Linked DNA regions of Mus musculus: regions 1 and 2 are each linked to region 3. The links are chromatin contacts, called in public Hi-C and HiCAR-type maps. All regions are on one chromosome and are shown on one strand. Each heading gives the region's core, a stretch centred on a gene start, on an enhancer-like site or on the middle of the called end of the contact. The rest is flanking DNA. Distances are from core to core; before and after follow the strand shown.

Evidence for each region. A called contact is a pair of places that touch in the nucleus more often than the background predicts. HiCAR-type assays count read pairs that join an accessible place to other places.
Region 1: a contact with region 3 is called in a HiCAR-type map of kidney, with 1.9 times the contacts expected there. The contact joins the enhancer-like site here to the promoter of Fam13a in region 3. A contact is called at or near these places in 3 of 484 Hi-C or Micro-C datasets (granulosa cells, olfactory sensory neurons and uterus), 4 of 115 datasets of contacts at active chromatin or transcription factors (cardiomyocytes, embryonic stem cells, kidney and 1 more) and 2 of 9 other capture datasets (adipose tissue and liver).
Region 2: a Hi-C map of liver shows a contact between it and region 3, with 3 times the contacts expected there. The contact joins the enhancer-like site here to the promoter of Fam13a in region 3. A contact is called at or near these places in 1 of 39 promoter capture datasets (liver), 14 of 484 Hi-C or Micro-C datasets (brown adipocytes, cardiomyocytes, embryonic fibroblasts and 5 more), 5 of 115 datasets of contacts at active chromatin or transcription factors (embryonic stem cells, kidney and liver) and 2 of 9 other capture datasets (adipose tissue and pancreatic islet).

The regions. Positions count from the first base shown.
Region 1 is chr6:58,987,014-58,990,446 of GRCm38.p6, forward strand. It overlaps Fam13a (family with sequence similarity 13, member A), which reads right to left. Exons shown (of 18, transcript NM_153574.2): 3 at 2,731-2,772; 4 at 143-319. All of the region lies in intron 2 of 8430415O14Rik (a long non-coding RNA gene), which reads left to right. Among named protein-coding and RNA genes, the nearest start is that of 8430415O14Rik, 24 kb to the left of the region's middle. Within about 2 kb of position 1,823, at least 3 of the 459 cell types and tissues checked have an H3K27ac peak or open chromatin away from gene starts, as enhancers often do. A contact at or near this core is called in kidney and olfactory sensory neurons, where this site is marked.
Region 2 is chr6:59,070,389-59,073,581 of GRCm38.p6, forward strand. No RefSeq gene overlaps it. Among named protein-coding and RNA genes, the nearest start is that of Gm22367, 27 kb to the right of the region's middle. Within about 2 kb of position 1,478, at least 15 of the 459 cell types and tissues checked have an H3K27ac peak or open chromatin away from gene starts, as enhancers often do. A contact at or near this core is called in adipose tissue, brown adipocytes, kidney and 2 more, where this site is marked.
Region 3 is chr6:59,023,229-59,026,504 of GRCm38.p6, forward strand. It overlaps Fam13a (family with sequence similarity 13, member A), which reads right to left and starts at 1,274. Exons shown (of 18, transcript NM_153574.2): 1 at 1,084-1,274. The coding sequence starts at 1,112. It overlaps Gm52905 (a long non-coding RNA gene), which reads left to right. Exons shown (of 2, transcript XR_003956447.1): 2 at 1-1,682.

The DNA.
Region 1 (3,433 bases), core at 573-3,072, 36 kb before region 3:
AAGTTAAGAATGATCATAATGAAAACTTAGGAGTTTTAATCTAGATACTGAAACGAGAGGAGCAGTTATAACTGTAGTATACTGACTGACTTTAAACAGAGAATCTCAATAGAGATTTTAGTAATAATTTATGATATCTTACTTGTCGCAACCATGCCAGACATCATCCTGCTTCTTAAATTGATGCCCTCGCTGCCTGGTGGGTATAGAAGATGCTGAAGATGGTCCGGGTTCTGAGTCCTCTGAACTTTGGTCTCCAGCGTTGCTGACATCAAAAAGATGCTCTTCTACTGCTGACCTGATGGTTCTTTCTAAGAGTCTAGTTAAAAACAAATAACAAGTTAATGAAGCAATCAAAGTTACTAAGCACAACGGGCGAAAACAGTGCCAACATGGGCATGTTCTTGCCTTGTGGTGTCTGATAATCTTTCCTTGTGTAGTAGATAACACTGTAGGTTGTTCTGTATTTGATGCTAACATATTTACATTCTCTGGATTGGGACATAGAAAATGAAAGTCACAGTCACCACTTCACTTAGGCTATACTTTCCCCTTGTCTTTAAGTAATTTTAATAAATTTACAAAGCAAGACAAATAAACTGCTCTAATTTAAGTCATTTTTTAAAAAAATGCAATATACAAATATTTTTAGATCAACATACCATTCGGCCTTTGCTAATGTATTACTAAATAGTGGGAAACAGATACTTCTGAATGTGGGTTTATTTTAAGGGCAATCATTGGTAATCTTGATTGCTTCATTAACTTAGTGGTATGTTTTGAACTAAAATGTCAAATCCAAATTATATCACTTTGCCCATTGACACTCCTCTACCTGACTCTCACAAATGTGCCAGTTTACAGTGGCAGAGCCTTTCAGTATATCTAAGTAATCAACTGCCATTCAGTTTAATTCTGAATGGAAATTTCTTAATTTATACTCATCAAAGCAGGCTTTTCTTTACTTGGAAAAGATTCACACTTTTTAAAAAGTATCTAGAAAAGAGTAACTTTCTTTAAATAACATGGTTTTTGTTTGTTATATTTTGAGACAGTTTTGCTACATAGAGCAGGCAAGTCTCAAACTTACAATCTTATGATATCACCAGCCCTCGTTTCATCAAATAGTCCTTCCAAACTTCAACTTAAAGTTTTCCAGATAGGCACAGTTTGACTAAATGTTTCTTAATTTTATTAAGATATTTTATAAAAATTATTTGAAGACAAGGGGCAAGCATAACCTAATTGAGGTGTTCACTGTGACTTCTGTTTTCTGTGTCCCTATTGACTAACTGGTGTAGGAGAATGTAAATATATTAGCATCAAATACTGAGCAATTACAGTGTTACCAACTACATGAAGAAAGATTATCAGACACAACAAGGTGAGAACATGCCCATCTTGGTTCAGTTCTGGAATCTTTACATCTGATGAAGCCAAGGAACGTTAGTTCTGCCTTGTTTGCTTCCTCAACTAACAGAAAGATCCCAACTCCATCATTTGAGATCCCGCTTCTTCTTCTTTATGTTCTTTCCTCCAGACCACACCTTCCTGGTCCCTAACATTTGATTATTGCCCAGGGAAGATGCTATGAAAAGGTTTCCAGTATCTCAGAAGAAGAAGAAAACAGTAGGGGAGACAGAAAGGCTTTTGGTCAGATTCATCTAGTGAAGTGAAAAATACCCAGATAGTGCCTAATACAAGTTTCATGGCACCAGGGAGATAACCACAAACATGACAGAAAAGATCCTGTGTTAGCAGAGTTTGTACTTCCATAGAACAGGGCAGAGGGAACAGTGTGGCAGTGTGCTGTCTGGTAGTGAGCCAGGAAGTGATTCCTAGAAGGAATGAACCAAAACATGAAAGTGCTGGCTGGGCAGGGCCCAGCCAAGGGCTATCTCAGGAACAGAAAGTCAAGCGCCCAAATAAGAAAGCACAATGTGGTCAGAGAGACAAGCAAGTGTAGAAGTCCCAGACCAGGGCAGGGCACAAAACAGGGCTGTGCTTAGCCTGCATGTACCTGGAAGCCTCTGAGGGAAGAAAGCATGTGCCAGATATAAGTAACCCAGGACAGCCACGGCTGTGAGGAGAAAGGACTCGGTGCTACCAGGCCTTTGCTTTCTTTTCTACATCCCTATAACAACAAAATTAAAAGGACTGCAAAATAGCCATGAAGGTAGAGCCAAGGCTCATTCAATATCACACACTCAACACTGTGTGTGGTACACTGTAGGTCCTCAATAAACGAACGAAGTGGGAAGGAAAGTCATGGTTAATGCTTTAGCCTTTACTTATTTTTTTTCCCATGGCAAGATGCCTCCAGGGAACAGAGTCAGCTTTGCAAACATTAACTAACCCTGACATGGCTTTTATTAAAATAAACAAAAAGCTAGTAGTGCCAGGCATAGTGGAAAATACACCTGTTACCCTAGCACTGGGGCATAGGCAGGAAAATTGCGAATTAAAGGCCAGTCTGGAGTACAGAGTAAACTAAGGCTAATCTAATACACACAGCAAGACTAACAAAGAATCTAGTTGGTGGTTTCAAATGGGGAAGGGGGATTGTGTATAATGACAGACATGCCTACTTTCTGGATATGAGCAGCTTAAAGATCACTGGTTGTATATTATCTTAATCTTCCAATTCAACACAACATTAGAATTTGCTTTTTTTATTAATAAATGGGAAAAGGCATAAAATATTGTTCAATATAAAGACAAAGGACTTACTCTCCAGTTGTTGAAACATTGCTGACTTGGGATACATGAGCACTGTAAAAAGAGCAGAGAGAGAGAAAATCAGGTTGGCTGAGGGGTCAGAGATGATGAACCATCATCTGAAGGGATGCCTGTATGGAAGAATGAGCCAGGTCCCATGTCATCCTTGATGATCGCCACCATGACAGGAGTACTTCCACTGTGTAGCACATAGAGGGGCTTGTTTACTTCTTTAAACACTGACCTTAGAAAACAGCTTCTAGCTCTAAGGCTGGTGGTGCAGCCAGGCCTGGTGGCCTTCTCCTTCCTTTGCCATGCTAGTGCGATGGCTGCCGATTGTCTTTTCTACCACCTGTTGTCCAAGCCCTGCAAGCACAGGCATGTTTCTAAATCTGCTCAGAACTCATGGAGGTCAGCAGGGACCGGAGGGGACAGAGACCAAGGAACAGCACAACTTCCTACATAGCCATTTCCAACTTGAGTTTTCCACAGCGCATTTTCCTCCCAACATTCAAGATGGAAATTCTCAAGTGACAGCTCATTGTTAACAAGTGGTTTAGTACCTTTGGCTGAATGTATATAAACTTCTTCTATTTTCTAAAAAAGCCCGACTCTTTTAGGATAATTAAAACATATTCCATGCCCTGATGTGCACCTGTCAGAGCTTCCTTCTACCTAGAGAAGCTCCATGCTCACAAACCCAGGTGAGGGTCTG
Region 2 (3,193 bases), core at 228-2,727, 47 kb after region 3:
ACCAAAAGCAACTTAGGGAAGAAAGGGCTTATTTGGTTTAAATGTCATGATCATAGTCCATCATTGACAGAGCAAGGGCAGAAACTCAAGTAGGAGGTGAGGTAAAAGTCATGAGGAAAGCTGCTTACTGACTGATTTTCATGGTTTGCTCAGCCTGCTGAGTTATACAACCCAGAGTCACCTGCCCAGAGGTGGCAACACCCAGTGGGCTTGTTCTTCCCACATCAATTATCAATCAATAAAATGTTCCACAGATATGCCTAGAAGCCAATCTGATGGAGGGAATTATCAACTGATGTTCACTCTTCTCAGCTGACTCTTGTTTGTGTCAAGTTGACAAAGAGTAACCAGTAATGAAGTTCACTGTCTGCTATCCATAGCAGTTGCTCCAGTGACTATATCTAGGATGAACCAGAGATTGCTCTGTTCAACTTGTTATATGCTAGGAAACAGTGCTAGGTGAGAGGCTTTCTGAATTGAGTGGAGGCATTGGCTGCCTTGTCCTGTCATAATTCTTCCAGGATGTCTGTGCAAAAATCAGCGGAGGAAAAAAAGAAAAACTATTTTTCCTGTTTTATTTTATTTTTAAAAATTTTATTACACAATTTTGTACACAGTATATTTTGAGCATATTCTTTCAACTTCTTCAACTTCTTCAGAATTTTCCCTACCTCCCTACCCATCCAACTCCATACACCATCACATCCAGTTTTAGGTAGTACTGAGAATCAAACCCAGGGCCTTTTGGATGCTAGGTAAGCACTCTAAGAGCTACACTCTCAGCCCTAAACCATACAAAGTATTTTAACATGAACCAGAAAAAAGTTAAACTACATTTTTTGTTGAGTATAAATCTCAAGATGAGAATAAAATAAAATTATATTTAAGAACAAGTTTATAAAAGTAAAGATTGGAATATAATGTGGTAATAGATTTACAGAAACATTATTCATTCATTCAACAAACTAGCTATGCTAATAATATGCCAGACTCTAGGTTATAAGGATCAATAACTCACAGCACAGCCTGGTCTGATTTAGAAACAGATTAAGGAAACGTACAATGAATCTCCACCAACATACACTTCACACAGTCATCTCCCAAGGCCTTCTTTGAAGTCCCCTGGCATGGACTGGGAGCCATCACTTCTATTGTGTGCATGTCAGTTTAATATTATTTTGGCTATTTCTTTTTCTACCTTTCAGTTGAGTTTAAATAATCAGGAGATTATTTAAAGACTTCTTTACCTAATAGCCCTTAAGACAAAAATAGTCTCCCTTGGGAGTGACGGTCAGTCCATGCTCAACACAAGTTATGAAAGATTCAGGTTCTCCAGGTGAGGGGTTTGCTTCCTGTAGCACAGCTTGTCCCAGATGGAGTTACCCAGCCTCCTCTGAATCACTACTGGGTATAAGGAAACACCACATAAAGTGCCAGCCTGTGCTGTCGCTGTGACTAGTGAATTGTGCAAATCCGAGTCAGCAGTCTTATGCCTTCAGCCAACACCCCTGAACACAGGCAGGTTAGCCGGTCAGCCATCACTAAGTAGTAAGATTTCAGAGTCTTCAGTTCTCATTTACTGGAATACTGCCATAGGAACCCCTGGCAGCCACCTGGAATTAGAAAACAAGTTGGTCTAAAATGAAGTCAACACAGCATCAAAGCAAAATGATGAAAAGTTCATGATATTTTCAGGATTTCAGACATATGAGCCAGTACATCTTCTTGCTGATTAAGTAGCTGAGAATGCTGAAATCAAAGGTATTTTTGATAGTTCTTGTGGAATCAAAATTTTTAGATCAAAAATATATGTGGCTTAAACACAGCTCAAGCTAACTTTGGACTAATCACATGTTCCTCTGGCTGAATATCAATGCAACAGGACTGTGGATTTAAAGGTCATTGGCTAAGCTGAGTGTTTGGCAGAAGGAGTGCGTAAACAAGGTCACGTTCTGTAGCAGCACACACAAAGGGAAGTTAGTAAAACCTTCTGGGTTTCTAGGGTGTAAAAAGACAGCTGTCGACATATCTGGGAAATAGGCTTTGTTATCTGGTTTTCAGTTGTCTCACAGACCTGACAGAAGGATTAATAATAATAATAATAATAATAATAATAATAATAATAATAATTTATTTACAGATCCAAGAATTCCTAGGCTCAGCAAAAGAACTGTGTGGTGACTGGAGGATGAGACCTTTAAACTCTAGAGTGGGAGAACAGTTTGGAGATTGTGTTTAACCACAACGGTTGAATGAATCACTATTATTTAGTAAGACCTCAGTAAAAAGGGACAGAGTGCAGTTTCCAGAGTTTTTGAGTTGCAAATCCAATGAAGCAATGTGGAGAGTGACATACTGGGAGGCCATGGAAATTCCTGGTCCTTCCTCAGCATCTTGGCTTTTGCATTTCTTACATCCAGCTGCTGCAGGGTTGCTTCCTTTATAATGAACTGGAGAACCAAAGTGAAGTGCATGTGAGAGTTCTCAGCCACACAGTGTTGTTGGGGTGAGAGGACAGGAGTGTGGAAATCCTACATGTAAGCCAGCTGGCGCTGCATGCAAGTTACAACCTGGAATGTGATTGGTGTCTGAAGTCTTATGGGACTTTATTCCTTAGGTTTATACTAACTCTGGGTTGCACCCTTTTGAAATGAGCTCAATTCAGGCCACCTATTTGATATATCTAGCAAGGCTTATTCAGTGCACCAGCTGTTAGGTACACACACATATCCCTGGCTCTGAAGTGTGTTCTCATTTGAAGGATTATTTGCTGGGTCTTGCCTTTCGCCACTGAACTCCTTTTTTTTTTTTTTTTTTTTTTTCTCAAAATGCTGCACACTCCAGATGCCCCCGAAGTGTGTCCTGTCCCCAGCTTTCCTGTGAGGAGCGGGTGCGGCCACGACCCCAGGATGGCGCCTGGGACGGCTGCCAGGTCTTATGACCTGTGCCTGACTTCCTCATTACCTCTGACTTAGCCACATCCCAGGCACCTGCACTGTGCAGACGCCATGCCTTGTCAACTCGCCTGAGGTGTGTCACTTGCTGTGAACCAATGGACTGCTGCTATGTGACTGGGGTGATTGGGAGGAGTCAGTAGGGTATTTAAGGCACGCCCCAGGGTTGTTCTGCGGATTCCTGTTCCTGCATTGCAATACAAAGTGTTCCTGAATAAACCTGCTTGAAGAAGGACAAC
Region 3 (3,276 bases), core at 24-2,523:
ATCAAGTTCCTATTACAGTGGACATGTCAGGACAGCAAAAGAAAAACAACCACACTGGCTCTCACCACAGCCAGCCTGAAGGAATCTCTTTACCAAAAATGATACACTTTTAAAATCATATTTCTGTTGCTAAAGCACAAACAAAATATACATGGGATTGTTTCTTTTCAGTAAATTCATTTCATCTAAGTATTTTCAATAAATTGCCATTACTGTCTGATTTTTGACAATACCATTTTCCATAGAAAACTGTAAATGAAACATATATATGAAGTCAAATGTCACTATCACTAAGTAATTGCAATTCAGATGTAACCATATGATTAGCACAAGTCAGTTTTTAAACTATGAACTGTGACCTTGGGCGGCTCAGACTTTCTGTGGGGACAGGACTCAGTGATTTCTGTAGTGGCTTTAACACACAGCACTCAGCACTCGGGTCTACTTCACCAGCAGTGTGCTTCCTAACAGCCAGGGCTATGTACAGTTAGTTACCTTTATTTATTTCTATAGGACTCAGAGAGACACCCCACCCCCTGCCCCCATCACAGTCCTCAAAAGCAAAGCCAGAACCCTGTGCTCTATCACTCTTACACAGCATTTTTTTTTTCCTTTTTGGTTTTTGTTTTTGTTTTGTTATTTTTTTCCAAGCGTCATTTGGGTAACCAATCTACCTAGAATTATTCAAGGAAAAACATTGTTCTCAACCTTTATTCCGATAACTACAATATACTTGAAGAAAGTCCTTGCCTAGAGAGCAGAGAATCAGATCCATCTATGAGCTCTAACAGCCTGGAGACCCAGGAAGCCCATTCAGTTTGCTTTGCTTCGGTTTGCAGAGGTATTGTCTTAAATACACTTCCCTTAAAAGAAGGTATAGCTGAACCCAATAATCATGAGCAACTACACAAAAGTGTCAGTGAAAGAGAAGTGCGCTATTTAAATGTTTCTATCTGGTCTGAGGAAAGAGCACTGTGCAGAACAGACTGCAAGGTTTGCAGCCTGTTACTAATGATGCCGAGAGCACTGGCCAAGTACGCTGCCCAGAAAATACCAAACAGCATAAGAAGCAGAGAACACTACCTTCGCAGCGGCATGATTTCACAAGCCATCCTCGTGTGCGAATCTGCACGGGATCCCCGAGTGCCTTCCAGTCAAGCCCTGTGTGCAGGACCCGCGGAACACACAACCTGCTGCAGCTGACACTGCCTCTCCACCTCCAGCTGCAGGCAAGGATATTTATCGGCTGCCTCCACATTTACACTGCAGTCCACTTTGACCTTTTGTTCCAGCGAAGCAGCTGAAACCCAGAGCCAATCAGAGGCGGAGCAGTGGAGTGTGAAAGGCTGCTCCTCCTCCTGATCCTCCTCCCGCTTCTCCCGCTCCTCCTTCTGTCCCCACCCCACTTTGCTCTGCTCGCTGCTTAGTGGGCTTGGCAAGCCCCAGCAACCTGAAACTTTCCTCTGAGAGGTTCCAGACAAGTCTGTCAGTCTGTGAAGAGCAACCAATAACTGCAGAGGAGCCCAATCCTGCATGGCTCAAAGTGCAAGAAAAGCCAGCAAGGAAATGCAGTGTCAAGGACAGACAGCGTCCCTTAAGGTCCCGTTTCTTTGAGGCCCAAGTTGGACTGCACCTTGTTTTTTTCTAAAATAAATAAACAAATAAAAACTACCCAAACAGTAGCCAGAGAAAGCTTTTCCAGATTGTTCTAGGCTTTTCCTGACGAAATACCTGAACCCTTGCCCTACCCACAGTTTCTTCCCCAGATACTTATTTACACTAGGTTGTGAGCAGTTCCTGGTGACATCACTCAAGGGGAAGAGGACAAGGTGCCCTAACTGGATTCAGGTCTTCAGGAGATCAAAACATCTACTGGTGTGGCCCTTCTGTTTGTTGTTTTTACATTCTACCCAAAATGTCAACTGCACTTGGAAGAGATTTGTTTCTTATTATATATTCTTATATTTTACAAAACCAATTTTTCCAATAAGATTTTCTAAGTGCTTGTAAATGATCTTTTATTATTTTGTATCTCACATATGTGTGTGTGTGTGTGTGTGTGTGTGTGTGTGTGTTTGCCTGCATCTGCATGGCATGTGTGACTGTTGCCTAAGGGGGCCAGAAGAGGGCATTGAATCCTCTGGAACTAGAGTTACAGATGGCTAAGTGGCCATGCTGGGAACCAAACCTGGGTCCTCCAGAAGAGCAGCCAGTTCTCCAGCCCCTGTAATTTCTTCAGGGCCACTCACTATTTCTAGGGAAGTAATTGTAGTTCACAGGCTTCATACAATGCAAGAAACACATCTTGTACAATTTATTTCATATTATGCAAATTTAATAAGTTCTAACACAGCCTACTTTCGCATTAACCTGATACAAGCTAGAGTTACATAGAAGGAAAGAATCTCAATTGAGAATAGCTTTTAAGACCTTTTTCTTAATTAGTAACTGGACGGGGAGGGCCATTGTGGATGGTGCCACCCTGGGCTGGTGGTCCTGTGTTCTATAACAAATCGAGGTAAGCATGTCACGATGAGCAGGCCAGTAAGCAGCATTGGTCCACAGGTTCTGCATCAGCTCCTGCTTCTAGGTTCCTGCCCTCTTGGAGTTCCTGTCCTGGCTTTTTTAAATCATGAATTTAATGTGCAAGTGTGAGCCAAATAGTGTGTGAGGGCGCGCATGAGCGTGCGCGCGCACACACACACACACACACACACACACACACACACATTTGCTTTCTGGTCATGATGTTTTCATTGCAGTAATAGAAACCCTAACTAAGACATATTGCAAATTAAAATTACCTGTGCTTATAGAAAACATTTACATTTTAGTAAGAGTTTTGATAGTTTATTAAAATAACCTTGGCATGAAGGAATACCTTCTGCAAATAAAAGGCAGAGACACCCACACACAAACACACACACATACAGAGAGAGAGAGTCAAAAATCCTTACGTGTTCACCTTGTAACTATGAACTTTGATCTTAGATTAGAGAGGACATACATTTCCCCCATTTTAACTAGGATAGATTAGTGTAAAGCCTATGACTAGAAAAGCCATTTTCTTTTCCTCTAGTCATACCTTGAAATCTATTAAGGGTTTCTGGTGGGACTAATAAAAAGCATGCCTGATTCTTTTCATTCTCAAAGGCTTAGAGGACTAATCATTTTGCTGCTGTTGTTGTTGTTATTTTATAGTTTCATTGTCAAGAAAAGTGACCTACCCTAGCTGTGTTTTGGTTTTGAATGCATGTATGTAGGTAAACAGAAGCA